2 separate regions of the Mus musculus genome follow, and region 2 is linked to region 1. The links are chromatin contacts, called in public HiChIP or PLAC-seq maps. All regions are on one chromosome and are shown on one strand. Each heading gives the region's core, a stretch centred on a gene start, on an enhancer-like site or on the middle of the called end of the contact. The rest is flanking DNA. Distances are from core to core; before and after follow the strand shown. Region 1 overlaps Ak7 (adenylate kinase 7). Region 2 holds the start of Papola (poly (A) polymerase alpha).

The links. HiChIP or PLAC-seq counts read pairs in DNA pulled down with a chosen protein or histone mark.
Region 2: a contact with region 1 is called in an H3K27ac HiChIP or PLAC-seq map of embryonic stem cells, with 52 read pairs. The contact joins the promoter of Papola here to the enhancer-like site in region 1. A contact is called at or near these places in 32 of 484 Hi-C or Micro-C datasets (the C2C12 cell line, the G1E-ER4 cell line, bone marrow-derived macrophages and 7 more), 11 of 115 datasets of contacts at active chromatin or transcription factors (CD8 T cells, bone marrow-derived macrophages, embryonic stem cells and 3 more) and 3 of 9 other capture datasets (adipose tissue, liver and pancreatic islet).

What each region holds. Positions count from the first base shown.
Region 1 is chr12:105,731,141-105,737,521 of GRCm38.p6, reverse strand. It overlaps Ak7 (adenylate kinase 7), which reads right to left. Exons shown (of 18, transcript NM_030187.1): 6 at 4,009-4,089; 7 at 2,544-2,632. Among named protein-coding and RNA genes, the nearest start is that of Ak7, 28 kb to the right of the region's middle. Within about 2 kb of position 3,676, at least 43 of the 459 cell types and tissues checked have an H3K27ac peak or open chromatin away from gene starts, as enhancers often do. A contact at or near this core is called in CD8 T cells, embryonic stem cells, extraembryonic endoderm stem cells and 4 more, where this site is marked.
Region 2 is chr12:105,783,444-105,789,824 of GRCm38.p6, reverse strand. It overlaps Papola (poly (A) polymerase alpha), which reads right to left and starts at 5,128. Exons shown (of 22, transcript NM_011112.4): 1 at 4,911-5,128. The coding sequence starts at 4,918.

The sequences.
Region 1 (6,381 bases), core at 2,427-4,926:
GAAAAGCAGCAATAACAATAAGTGTTCATGGGGGCTGGTGAGATGGCTCAGCGGTTAAGAGCACCGACTGCTCTTCCAAAGGTCCTGAGTTCAAATCCCAGCAACCACATGGTGGCTCACAACCATCTGTAACGAAATCTGACTCCCTCTTCTGGAGTGTCTAAAGACAGCTAAAGTGTACTTACATATGAATAAATAAATAAATAAATATTAAAAAAAAAAAACAAAAAACAATAAGTGTTCGTTTCCCATCTATTTCATGTCAACATCGCAGAGGATTGTAGCCATCAGTTCTCATTCCTCTGGTAAATGATTCAGCCTTCAAAATAATCTGCAGAACGAAAGAAGGTGTCACTGCAAGGGGAAAGGGCCCCAAAAAAGAAGAGGAAAAGAAATCACCCTGCAGGGGCCGGAGAGATGGCTCAGTGATTAAGAGCACTCACTGGTCCTGAGTTCAATCCCCAACAACCACATGGTAGCTCACAACCATCTGTAATGGGATCCAATGCCTTCTTCTGGTGTGTCTGAAGACAGCTACAGTGTACTCATATACATAAAGAAATCACCCTATAATGGATCTTTAAAAGTAAGATGTTGGGCCGGAGAGAAGGCTCAGTGGTTAAGAGCACTGACTGTTCTTCCAAAGGTCCTGAGTTCAAATCCCAGCAACCACATGCTGGCTCACAACCACCCGTAATGAGATCTGATGCCCTCTTCCAGTGTGTCTGAAGATAGCTACAGTGTCCTTACATATAATAAATAAATAAATCTTTAAAAAAATAAGTAGGATGTTAAGGACTAGTTAATTTTGGCTGTGGCAAATCTAGGGATTTTTATTATTATCATTATTATTAGTAGTAGTAGTAGTAGTATTTCAGGAATGAGAGTTAGAGTAAGAGAAGAAATGGCAGCCGGGCGTGGTGGCGCACGCCTTTAATCTCAGCACTCGGGAGGCAGAGGCAGGCGGATTTCTGAGTTCGAGGCCAGCCTGGTCTACAGAGTGAGTTCCAGGACAGCCAGGGCTATATAGAGAAACCCTGTCTCAAAAAAACAAAAAACAAAAAAAAAAAAACAAACAAACAAAGAGAAGAAATGGCTGCCTAGCCCAGGTTAGCCCTGAACTCCTGTGTAGCTCAGACTGGTCTTGCATTCTTCCTCCTGGGATCACAGGCACACACACAGATATATGAGCTGTGAACTGGGATTTGTATCATTTTCCAGAGACTCTGCTCTCAGAATAGTAATAGGAATCACTTAGGGTCAGGGCTTACAGAGATCTACACAGAGTTGTGGCCCTGAAGTTCAATCTATGTGACTCTCTCTAAGACCCGGAATGATTTCCATCCCTGAGAGGGAAAAAAATCTAGGACTCTAGAACCAGCCCCCTTGGAGACCAGCCTGTAGGGCAGTGTAAAGCCCAGGCGGTTGGAACGCAAGGCTGGCGTTTCAAGAACTGTGACCCAGCTCTCCACCCTGTTGCTTGCGTCAGCATCTACCTGGACTGGGTTGGAAGGCTTGGAGAGTGGGACATTCAGGCCAAGTGTGAGACCCAAGTGGTTAGAAGAAGCCGCCTCTTTGTTACACTGCAGAGGGCTTGTCCCCCCCAGGGCAGAGAGCTCCCAGGGGGGGCCCATTGAGGGTTGGAGGGTTTCACGTTGAGAACCAAAGCTTCTTCAGGCCTTTTGGAGAAACACAACTCTTCACTCTTAACCTCTATACACTAACACCCTCGGGTTATTAGGTAAACCTTCTGGAATGGAATGTGTTAAGCTTGGCTGATCTCTAACCTTTTCTGACCCTAAAACAAATGCAAAACTATAACCCGTGCTCACTATAGAAAGGATTTTGTGATATCTGTCATCTGTTTAATGTGGAAACAGTGTGTGTGTGTGGTTGTTTGTTTTGTTTTTTGTTTCTGGTTTTTGGAGACAGGGTTTCTCTGTGTAGCCCTGGCTGTCCTGGGACTCACTCTGTAGACCAGGCTGGCCTCTAACTCAGAAATCAACCTGCCTCTGCCTCCCAAGTGCTGGGATTAAAGGTGTGGGCCACCACACCCAGCAACAGTGTTTATTGAATGAGTTGCTTCTGAGGCTATGAGAGTCCTTGTGACCTCGCCCAGCCCTTCCCATAGGGGAACGTGAAGTTCCCCCGGCCATGGCCTCAGGATATACAATTTCCTTATTATTTGTAGGACACGTATAAGATTTGAATTCTGCCCCTGGGGAAGCTAAGGCTGGAGGCAGAGGAGAGTGAGACCCTGTTTCAAAGGGGGGGGGGGGGGGTTCAGGCTTACAGTTCGCTGCCCGGCTTTTGGAACTTTGTCTACCATTGCAACCCATCTTATCTGAGACAAAGGGGAAAAGAAATGGGTTGTTCAGCAGTGTACCCCAAGCCCTTTCTTTCCCAGGGCTGTTTCTCGGCTGACAGGGTCTCTAAGTGATGAAGCTACACTCGTGATCAGAAGTGTGGAGACATGGGGTGGATAATGAATGCTTCATCAGACACACTTCCGGGACACGCCACACATCAGGGAGGCCTCTTACCCTGCGAGGTCAACAACATGAATGGCCGGAATGCAATTGGTCCCATCTCCAAACACGGGTAGTGCGGGGACCTCGCCCAGCCAGGCCATCTGAAAGAGACGGGCAGGGGGCGTTTGCCCCAGCATGTGTTTCTCAGGGGGCTCCAGAAGCGCCACCGCGCACGCGCATGCCTGGCCTCTAGTTGTCCCTCTTGGGTCCCCTTCTCTCAGACTTTAATACAGTCAGCCCCATAAAAAAAATCTAATTGTCAACGCTTAGATCTCATCTTAACAATCTGCAGTATTTGACCCTACAGGCAACTCCGTTTTTTATGGGGTTTTTTGTTTTGTTTTGTTTGTTTGTTTCTGATAGACTCTTCCTGGTCACCATTGGCAACACTGCCTGCCATTTCTCTTTGTCCCTCCTGGGTCTCCCTCCCATTTCCCGTATCCTCCAGATCCTGTGGGTCCCAGTTCTCAGTCCTCCTGTGTGTGGACTCTCCAGGTGGCACAGTGGTGCCCATGGTTTAGATGCCTTCCTCACGCTCAGACCTCATGCCGACTCCTCACGCTGACTGACTCCTCATGCTGACTGACTCCTCACGCTGACTGACTCCTCACGCTGACTGACTCCTCATGCTGACTGACTCCTCACGCTGACTGACTCCTCACGCTGACTGACTCCTCATGCTGACTGGTCTTACCAGAGATACAGGCTTGATCTCCTCCCTCCTCGACTTTCTTTTTTATCATTTTTTTTTTTTAAATTTTCACCTTTCCTTAAAGCATAGCTGTGAAAAGACAGCCAGATATGTTTATGAACTTTCTCTTTAAATTTAAAGTTCTTACTATGTGAGGGAGCGAGTGTGTGTAGCGGTATGTGTCAAAGTACAAGTGTGACTTGGTTCTCCTACCATCACCCACTGAGGACTGAACCCAACCCTCTCATCCCCTCCCTCCTCTCCCCTTCCCCTCCCCTCCCCACCTCCCCTCCCCTCCCCTCCCTCTTCTCCCTTTCCCCTCCCCTCCCCACCTCCCCTCCCCCTCCCCCTCCTTTCTCTTTGTTCTCTGAGACAGAGTTTTACCATTGTCTTCTAGGCTGATCTCAGTCTCTCTCAGTCCTGCCTTTGCAGGCTGGCACCCCCTGCCTTATAAAACACAGTTGGAGAATGCACACAGTGGGCTGACAGATGGCTCAGCAGGTAAACACTTTCCAACAGGGACTCCACCAAGCTGTCCTCTGACTCGTGTATTGGAGCTGAGGCGTGTGCAGGCCCCAGCATACACATAATATACATGTATATAGTAGTAGTAGTAATAATAATAAATCAAATAAATGCCAACAAAGAATCCCCAGAGTCTCAGGCCCCGAGTGAGGTTGAAGGCAGGGACATGGGGTGAGGAAGTGGCTACTTTGTAACCTAACTTGAAAGTGAAATTAAAAATGAAGAAAGTAGAGTCTACTTAGTCCTTGGAAAAAACCAGACCTTAAAAAACGTGTGTAAGATGCCTCCTTCTGCTCCATACTGAAGTCCTGAGGCGACTACATAAGTTGCGAACTTTTTGGCCTAAATGGATAAAATACAGAGAAGGGGGGGTGGAGAGAGCGAGGGAGAGGAAGGATATAACATTAGTTATATTGAAGCAGACTTAGTAAGTTAAACGGACACCGTTACAGACTCTGCAGTCTTTTTTTTTTTTTTTTTTTTTTTTTTTTTGGTTTTTCGAGACAGGGTTTCTCTGTGTAGCCCTGGCTGTCCTGGAACTCACTTTGTAGACCAGGCTGGCCTCGAACTCAGAAATCCGCCTGCCTCTGCCTCCCGAGTGCTGGGATTAAAGGCGTGTGCCACCACGCCCGGCTTGACTCTGCAGTCTTTTCTGGGCTCTTTAGTTAGACACTGCTTAGGGCTGAGACAGGGTCCCTTATTGGAGAAGAAAAAACTGCATGAAATACAGAAATGTTCCCAGCCACCACTGACATTTAATGGGAATGAAGAACTAAATTAAGGCAGAGCTGTTCCTTGTGACAACACCTGTGAACTCTACGTTGGCCCCGAGGGGAAGGGAAGCTGTGAAAACAGGTCCTTCTAGAAGGATCTTCAGTCACCTTTCAGTCACCTATCACAGGGCTCACATGACTGTGAAGCTCAGGATCCGGTGGGGGTTTGCTTGGTTTGTTTTGAAACAGGGTCTCACGTAGCCCAGGCTAGCCTTGCACTCATTATGTAGCAGAGGATGACTTCTGCTTGGTGAGTGCTAGAGTCACAGCTGTGTGCCACCACCCCTAGCTTATGTGGGGCTGAGGATCAAACCGAGGGCTTTGTGCATGTTGGGCAAGCAATCTAGCAACTCAGCTATGGCCCCGGACCCTGTACCAGGTCTCAGTACGAGGGTTTTAATTGACATAAATGCTCTATTCTGCCCGGAGATGAAGTCATTGTGGTCTTGGTGACACTTCGTGGTGACCAAGCTGGCCTCAGTGGTAAGTGCCTAATGAAGCTGCTCTGGAGGCTAAGCTTGGAGGATTACTTGGGCCCATAAAGTGGGCAGACCAGCCTGGGTGTCTCAGCAAAACACTGACAAACTAGAGAGCTTTGTGCAATGAGTGTGGTTGGCACTGTTCGTTGTCGTTGTTGTTGTTTTGTTTTTTTCTGGATCGCTGACATGAGGTCCAAATACAAAAGACGGAGTGATGCCTAGGTTTCTTTCCCTTCCCTAACATTGCTCTCCAGAGTTGGAGATGGACCCCAGGTCCGCCAGCATGCCGGGCACGCCTTCAGGCATCAGACCTGGTCCCCTGACCCCTGAAGCTTCATTCACAGACTGCCAGTGTGCCCAGCCTTGAGTGGAACTGCTAATGTCTGCTTAATCACCATGGTGACTTATTCTCACTCAAGGGAGATTCATGAGTGGGGGGTAGGGGTAGGGGATAGAGAGATGGCTCAGTGGTTAAGAGCACTGACTGCTCTTCTGAAGATCCTGAGTTCAAATCTCAGCAACCACATGGTGGCTCACAACCATTTGTAATAAGAGCTGACACCCTTTTTTTCTGGTGTGTATAATGACAGCTATAGTGTACTTAAATATAATAATTAAAAAAATCTAAAAAAAAAAGACTGGGGCTGGTGAGATGGCTCAGTGGGTAAGAGCACCCGACTGCTCTTCCGAAGGTCCGGAGTTCAAATCCCAGCAGCCACATGGTGGCTCACAACCATCTGTAACAAAATCTGACTCCCTCTTCTGGAGTGTCTGAAGACAGCGACAGTGTCCCTATATATAATAAATACATAAAATCTTAAAAAAAAAAAAAAAAAAAAGACTGTGTGTGTGTGTGTGTGTGTGTGTGCTTGTGTGCACACACTTGAGGGAGGGAGAGGGAAGGAGGGGGGAAGAAGAGAGAGGAGGAAGAGGAGGAGGAAGAGGAAGAAGAAGAAGAGGAGAAAGAGGAGGAAGAAGAAGTAGTAATGGTAGCAGTAGTAGTTGTTATTGACACACTGTCCTGGCTGGACCTAGTGGCTTATGATCATAATCCCAGAACTTACATGGGAGGCTGGGGCAGGGAATTGCCACATTTTAAGGTCTGCTTAGAAAGTTCCAGGCCACCCTGGATTACAGGGTAAGATCTTGTGTCAGGAAGAAAAAAGAAAAAAGAAAGGTGGGGGGAAGATGATTGAGTCTAGACAGTGCCTAAACAGATAATCATAGCTGACCTAGCATGACTCATGGGTGCAGGCATCTTGTGAGTTCAGTCTTGTGAGATATAGACAATAGGGCAATTCTAGGGACATCAGATATTATTCTATTGGGCTGGCATGAAGTCATATTCTTTACTTGTTTGCTTCTCTTTGAGGGTGAGCTTA
Region 2 (6,381 bases), core at 3,879-6,378, 51 kb before region 1:
CAGTGAATATACCAAATTTAAAGGCACAAAGAAATGAGAACTAACCTAACAAATGGTCTTGTTTTCATGAAAAGTAGATTTTTAAAACTTGCCTAGAGGCAAATGAAGGAAGAATTTAAGTGTTCGGATAGCATAAAGTTGATTGACCCAGTATGAAATGTTCTGCTGAACTAAGAAACTTTAAGTGATGTTATTAAGCCAGAAAGATATTTTTGCTTTAAGTAAAAAAGATGAAGGTGTTCCGGGAGAAGGAATCAAACATGCTCATAAACATGCTTAAAAGAAAACGGCACTCCAGAAACCATAATCAGCAAGCAATTCACCCACATTAACTTGGAGCTGGGAAGATGTCTCAGTCAAGTGTTTGACACACGATCATGAAGATCTGAGTTCAAATCCCTAGCACCCCTCTAAAAAGCCAACTCCAGCTCCAAGTGTCTGTAATCTGTAATCCCAACCCTTCTGGGAAAGGAGGCAGAAGTGGGACCCCAGAGCACAGTGGCCAGCTGGGGAAGCTTACTGCGGCAACTCCAGACTCAGATTTGCTGTCTTAAAAAGCAAAATGGAGAGCGAGAAAGGAAGACACTCAAGGACAATCTCTGGCTCCACAAGAATGAGCGTACATGTGTGCACCTTACCCACACATACATGTGTCCTCCACTTCAGAAATTATTTTTCTAAAGATTATCTAATACCTTTTCTTTACCCCATTCTTCTATTAGTCCATTTTTGCTCTCAATAGTGCCTTGTTTTTAAGTTATGTTTCTCTTAGATGCCTGAAATAAAGTAACTAAAGTTGCAGCCTTAAAGAAAATACAATCACTGTGTAACAAAAAAAAACTATTCTGCATATTGTGTCCATCCTGATCAATGTTAAGCGCATGGTGGCCCCCCACCTTTAACTCCAGCACTCAGGAGGCAGAGGCAGGCAGATTTCTGAGTTCCCGAGACCAGCCTGGTCTACAAAGTGAGTTCCAAGACAGCCAGGGCTAGACTGAGAAACCCTGCCACAAAAAAACCCTGAAAACAAACAAACAAGCAAACAAACAAACCCACCAGCTCAGTCCTCAGCCTGCTCTAGGGCTGCACAGAGCAGCTCAACCTTTTTATGAGTTCTGTCCACCAAAATTTATTATACTGCAAAATTATAGTTGAGAACTGAAACACTTGTTTACAGAACAAGAAGCCCTCAGCATAATATTCCTATGAAACAGGAGTTTCAAAAAAAATCCTTTAAGTAGTAAGAATAAAGTACATTTCTGTAAATCTCAATTCCAGCTAAGCTAAATATGGCTTGATTCCCCTATCAGCTTCTGCACTCAAATCTACTTCAATAAATTGTTTTGGTTGATGCACACGAATATAACCTGGCATCATATCCTTTTCCTAATTTACAAAGTAAGGGCTCACTGAATTACACATATCTTCTAAAAATGAACAGGTCCTACAGCATTCTGGTATCACCAAAGCATGCTTCATGCATAAAGCTCCGATTATTTCCTGGCCACAACAAATACTGCCAAGTTGTTTTCTGTGAGCTGACAACAGCCTCACTTATTCTCGAGTTTAAGTGTCCCAATGTTAAATACTCAACAGAAACATCACAAGTCCCATGAACACAGTTATTACTTTAAGTTACTCACACACAGTACTCTTCTCAAAACTAATATTCTCCATTCTAATGCCACACCATATTAAAAAGACAATCTTAAGGGTCAGACTTTTATAAAACTAGCATTTTTCTTTCTTTGAACTACTAGGGATGGAACTCAGGACCTCATTCCTGTCAGGCAATTCCTGCTCAGACCTCCACTAGCCACATACCTCCTAGCTAAAGCTGGAATTAAGCTTCAAACATTTTTCCACCCAGCTGAGAGATGCCATCATTCCACCCTTAAAAGTCTGGAGCACAAGTGAGAAGCCAGCCTGAATGGTAGCAAGACCCTGACCCTGTCTCCAAAAAAAAGGAAATCTCAATTCAAAAGGCTGTGGTGGGGCACGCCTTTAATCTGAACACTCAGGAGGCAGAGGCAGGCAGATCTCTTGAGTTCAAGGTCAGCCAAGCCTACACAGAGAAACTCTGTCTCAGAAACAAAGAAAGAGGGAGAGAAGGAAGGAGGGGAAAGAGGTAAACAGTCACTCCTTGGCAGAAGAATAGAGGAACGGACAAGAGATGGAGAAGGGTGCCAATGAGAGTAGTACTCATATACAAGCATGAAAACATCACAACAAAACCCATTATTTTATATATTTATATTTTAAAAAACCTACAATGTTTGCTAATAAACTGCCGTCTCCTGTCTTTGAGATGGGATTTTACTTTTATCATGTAGCTTAAGTTGTACTCAAAACCCTCTCCCCCACTTCTAGAGCTGAGATTACAGAACCAACAAAAGCTCTCAACCGGGTAAAAAGGATCCCAGTAATGCACCAGCAGACCATGCTAAGGCACAGCCACATCATATTCCCGAGCAGGACCCAGCTCTACCTTTTGGGTTTTTTGTTTGTTTGTTTTTTGTAATGTTAGTTATAATTTTATTTGAATGGAATTGTGTTAAACTTTTTGTCCTTATTTCCTTTTCTTTTTTAATTAGGTATTTTCTTCATTTACATTTCCAATGCTATCCCAAAAGTCCCCCATACCCCCCTCACTCTCCTACCCACCCACTCCCACCTTTGACTCTAGGCAAGTTCCCTGCCCCATTTTCTTACCAGTAAAAGTCCTTTATACACTTAGAAGAACTACTGTCTTAAGTCTCACTAAATAGTTCTACCAACAACTTCAACAACATTCTGACACTTGCTAAGTCACTGGTACTGGTACAAAGAAAGATGTGGACACTAGCATATGGCACAGAGAATAAAATGTCTATAATGATATATACTTTGTGTTAATGCAGTGGTTCTTAAACCACGAACAAAGTCCCTCAGAGTACATCTGGAAAAGTCTGGGGACATCTGTGCGTTTGCCACTGTGAGAAGTTCCTGGGGTAAAGCCGTTGGCAACCACTAAGCAGGTCAGAGGTACTGTTACACACCCAACAAGACGTGGGAAGGGCCCTCCAGAAATTACCAGGGTTACAGCACTGAGGTGAGAAACTCTGTTAATGGAGAATGCAGAAATTTCAAGTATTTTAAAAAGCTTTAGCTTCCTCCATAACTTTTCTAAGTTTCACCACTATGGCAATCAAAAGGTACCAGCATTTTCCAAATTATGTATGTAATTATACACAAACCATATACCTTTGAGAATGTTTTGTAACGACTCAGTCCATTCTGACCATTCACCTGAACTGTCTATGCTTCAATCCCAACTTACATTGTCTAAATTTAACAGGCACACCAAAACCCACACTGGATACCAAACACAAACTATCCAGGAAATCTCAATTCAAAAGATCAAAAGTAAAAATCATGGCAAGTGATGCTGGCACACAGAAGAACAAGGCGTCCCATGGAGAGGTGAGCTCAGGGACAGAGCCCTCAAGAAACAAAGTAATGAGGAGGAAGGCAGGCCTGTCCTCCTCAGCCAGGCAGTCTTGGGTTTCCCTGGATTAAAAGTCCCAGTACACTCTGGATGGAGATAGAACAGCTTGTAAGAAACTGGCTATAGAGTTCAAATCCCATGAAACACACAAAAAAAAGGGGTCATGTGCATGTCCATCTGTCTTGGCTCCATTTTTTTAAACCTAAAGGAAATAGACTGAAGAACTTCAAGCATAGACCTGGACATGTGCGGTGCTCATGCAGCCTCCTTGTACCGTTCCACTTTCAGAAGTGCACTGAAATAAAAACTGCAGGAAACCTGTACTCTCCCTCCTACCTTCACTCCCAGACACAAGATAACATTTCTAATCCGAAGCCTTCCCTTTAGAGTGTGCAACCATATCTTTTTTTAAGCACTGATGTATCAGAAAAAAGTCTGGATGAGCTAATACAAGGTCATCATGTGACAACACCTCACTCACTCACATCTACTTGAACCCCACTGAAAAACACCAAACATCTTTATAGATTCTATTCTCGTGCTCCTTTACCCTTGTTCCATGAATAAGGAGTCAAAGGGAACTTTGTGGTTAATTAAGCCCAACAAATGTTATCACTACAGAAATACAGCTGACAGGTCTCTGGACTAAACATCAGGGTCGAGTAAAGCTAGCAAGCTAGTGTGTGAGAAAGAAAAGCGCATGAAATCCATTTTTAAATTAGTAAGTACAACCCTAGATCTGTCACATTGAGGCTACGTCCAAAACTGCCTCTCTTGTTTGGAAGAAAAGCAGTCGCACGACCTAAAGCCTTTTCGCCAAGATAGGTTAGTTGGAACATAAAACCCTCATCTACTTTCGAATCCCAACAACCGGTTTCCAAATATCTTTCTTAGGAGAAAAGGGGGGAGGGGGGAAATTAAGTAAAGAAAAATCACGGTCAAGTGTGTAAAGTAGACCTAGCGACATTAGAAGGCCTAAGTGAATTAGCTCAAAGCGTACACTCGCAATCACAACACAAGTGACCCAAGGGCGGGAGCGATCAGGTAGCGCGCCGAAGCCAGGTTGCCTAGTCACAACAAAGCAGGGACGGCGCCGCCCCGCAGCCCGCCGTTCCGGAAGCTGCCCCCGGGCCGCCAGCGCGGCCTGCTCCCTCCCGGCCCCGGTTCCTCACCCGCTCCGAGGGAAGCGGAAGTGGGGAACTAGGGGGCTGGACGGCGCCATGGTGAAACCGGGACAGGAAGGAACCCGGGAGCCGCGGCCCGCCAGTCCGCGCCGGGCGCCGTTCCGCTTGGGGATCCTGCGGGGGCCCCGCGCCCGAGGGGCCGGAAGCCGCGGCCCGGGGCGCCCGTGCGCCTCCCCTCCCCCTCCGCCACCCCCGGGGCCCGGCCGGCGTGCGCCTCACTCAGCACGCCAATCACTTACAACGGCATCGTCTCCGGCGCCGGCACCGCCCAGTCACTTCCCCCCCGCGACCGCTGCCGTCCTGGGCATGATCCACCGAGGCGGGAAGGACGGCAGCCTACCTCAGCCCCGGGGCCAACCCAGTCCTGCACCCGTGCCCCGCCGCTTTAAGCGCTTCTCCTCCTTCCCCTTCGTCCTAACATGGCGCCCGAGCGCTACCACAGCAACGTTCTAGAACCGCTGACGCCGCCACGCACACCGAGCGCGCGCCTGCGCGCGCGCTGCGCGACGCCGCAAGACCTGACGGGAAATGTAGTTCTCGGCGTGAAGCGGCGCTTCTCCCCCTCCCCCCCCCCCCCCCCCCCCCCGGTGATCTCACGCTTTCGTGGTAGAGCGTGGGATGGGTGCGGGAGGCTCCGAGCGAGAGGCTGTAGTTCATTCGCTTGGCGACGCCGTCCTGGCGAATGAGAGTGACGCAGCCGTGGCAGCGATGAGAAGGGGGCGCGGCCCAAGCGGGCGCCACGTGCGGGGCAGCCCAAGCGCGGGGGATGCCTGGAACCGAGAGCTGTTCGGTGCCAGTTGCACCTCCGCTGCGTGGGAGAACTGCTTTTTAAACATCGATGTGAGTGAGGACTTAAATGTGTTAGAGCCCAGTACAGAGCCTGTCCCAGAAGTGTGGCCGTGGATCCCCTCCCCTGACGATGACCCTCTGCATCTGTGTTGCCCAGACCTGTGCTTCTCATGCCAAATGTGCAGGGCAGGGGATTCCGGACCAAGGCAATAATTTAATAAAATTGACAGTAACCTTTGGGGTTTTGGCGGGTTTTTTGTTGTTGTTGTTGTTGTTGTTCTTGTTTGTTTTATAAGACAGGCTCCCATGAAGCTACTAGCCCTTAGTTTCTGATCCTCCTGCCTCCACCTCCTGAGTGTTGACATTACAGGTGTGAAACACCACTACCAATTTTATGTGATAGATTGGAATATACTTCTGGGTGTGACTATGACCTTGTCTCTGTGCTGAAGAGTTAATGCAGTTGGGCAGGTGAAGTTCGGGTTACTGGACCATACTCAGAAAAAGGAGCCATTCCTAGTATGCTGGGTTCATCTTAAGATAATGTATTTTTCCTTCCTAAAATTTCCAGCCCCTGGCACACTTCTTACGGGGTTTGGCTGGGTACACTCACCATTCTGTTCTGAGTAATCATTAGAAAGGCCCAACTATTCCTTTTCCTTCTCATAGCTTCTTGAAAGAAGCTTTTGGCCGGGCGTGGTGGCGCACGCCTTTAATCCCAGCACTCGGGAGGCAGAGGCAGGCGGATTTCTGAGTTCGAGGCCAGCCTGGTCTACAAAGTGAGTGCCAGGACAGCCAGGGCTACACAGAGAAACCCTGTCTCGAAAAACCAAAAAAAAAAAAAAAAAAAAAAAGAAAGAAGCTTTTGGAGGTCCCCTGCACTTAGGGCTTCCTTTCACTCCTAAAGCTCCCTCCCCATCC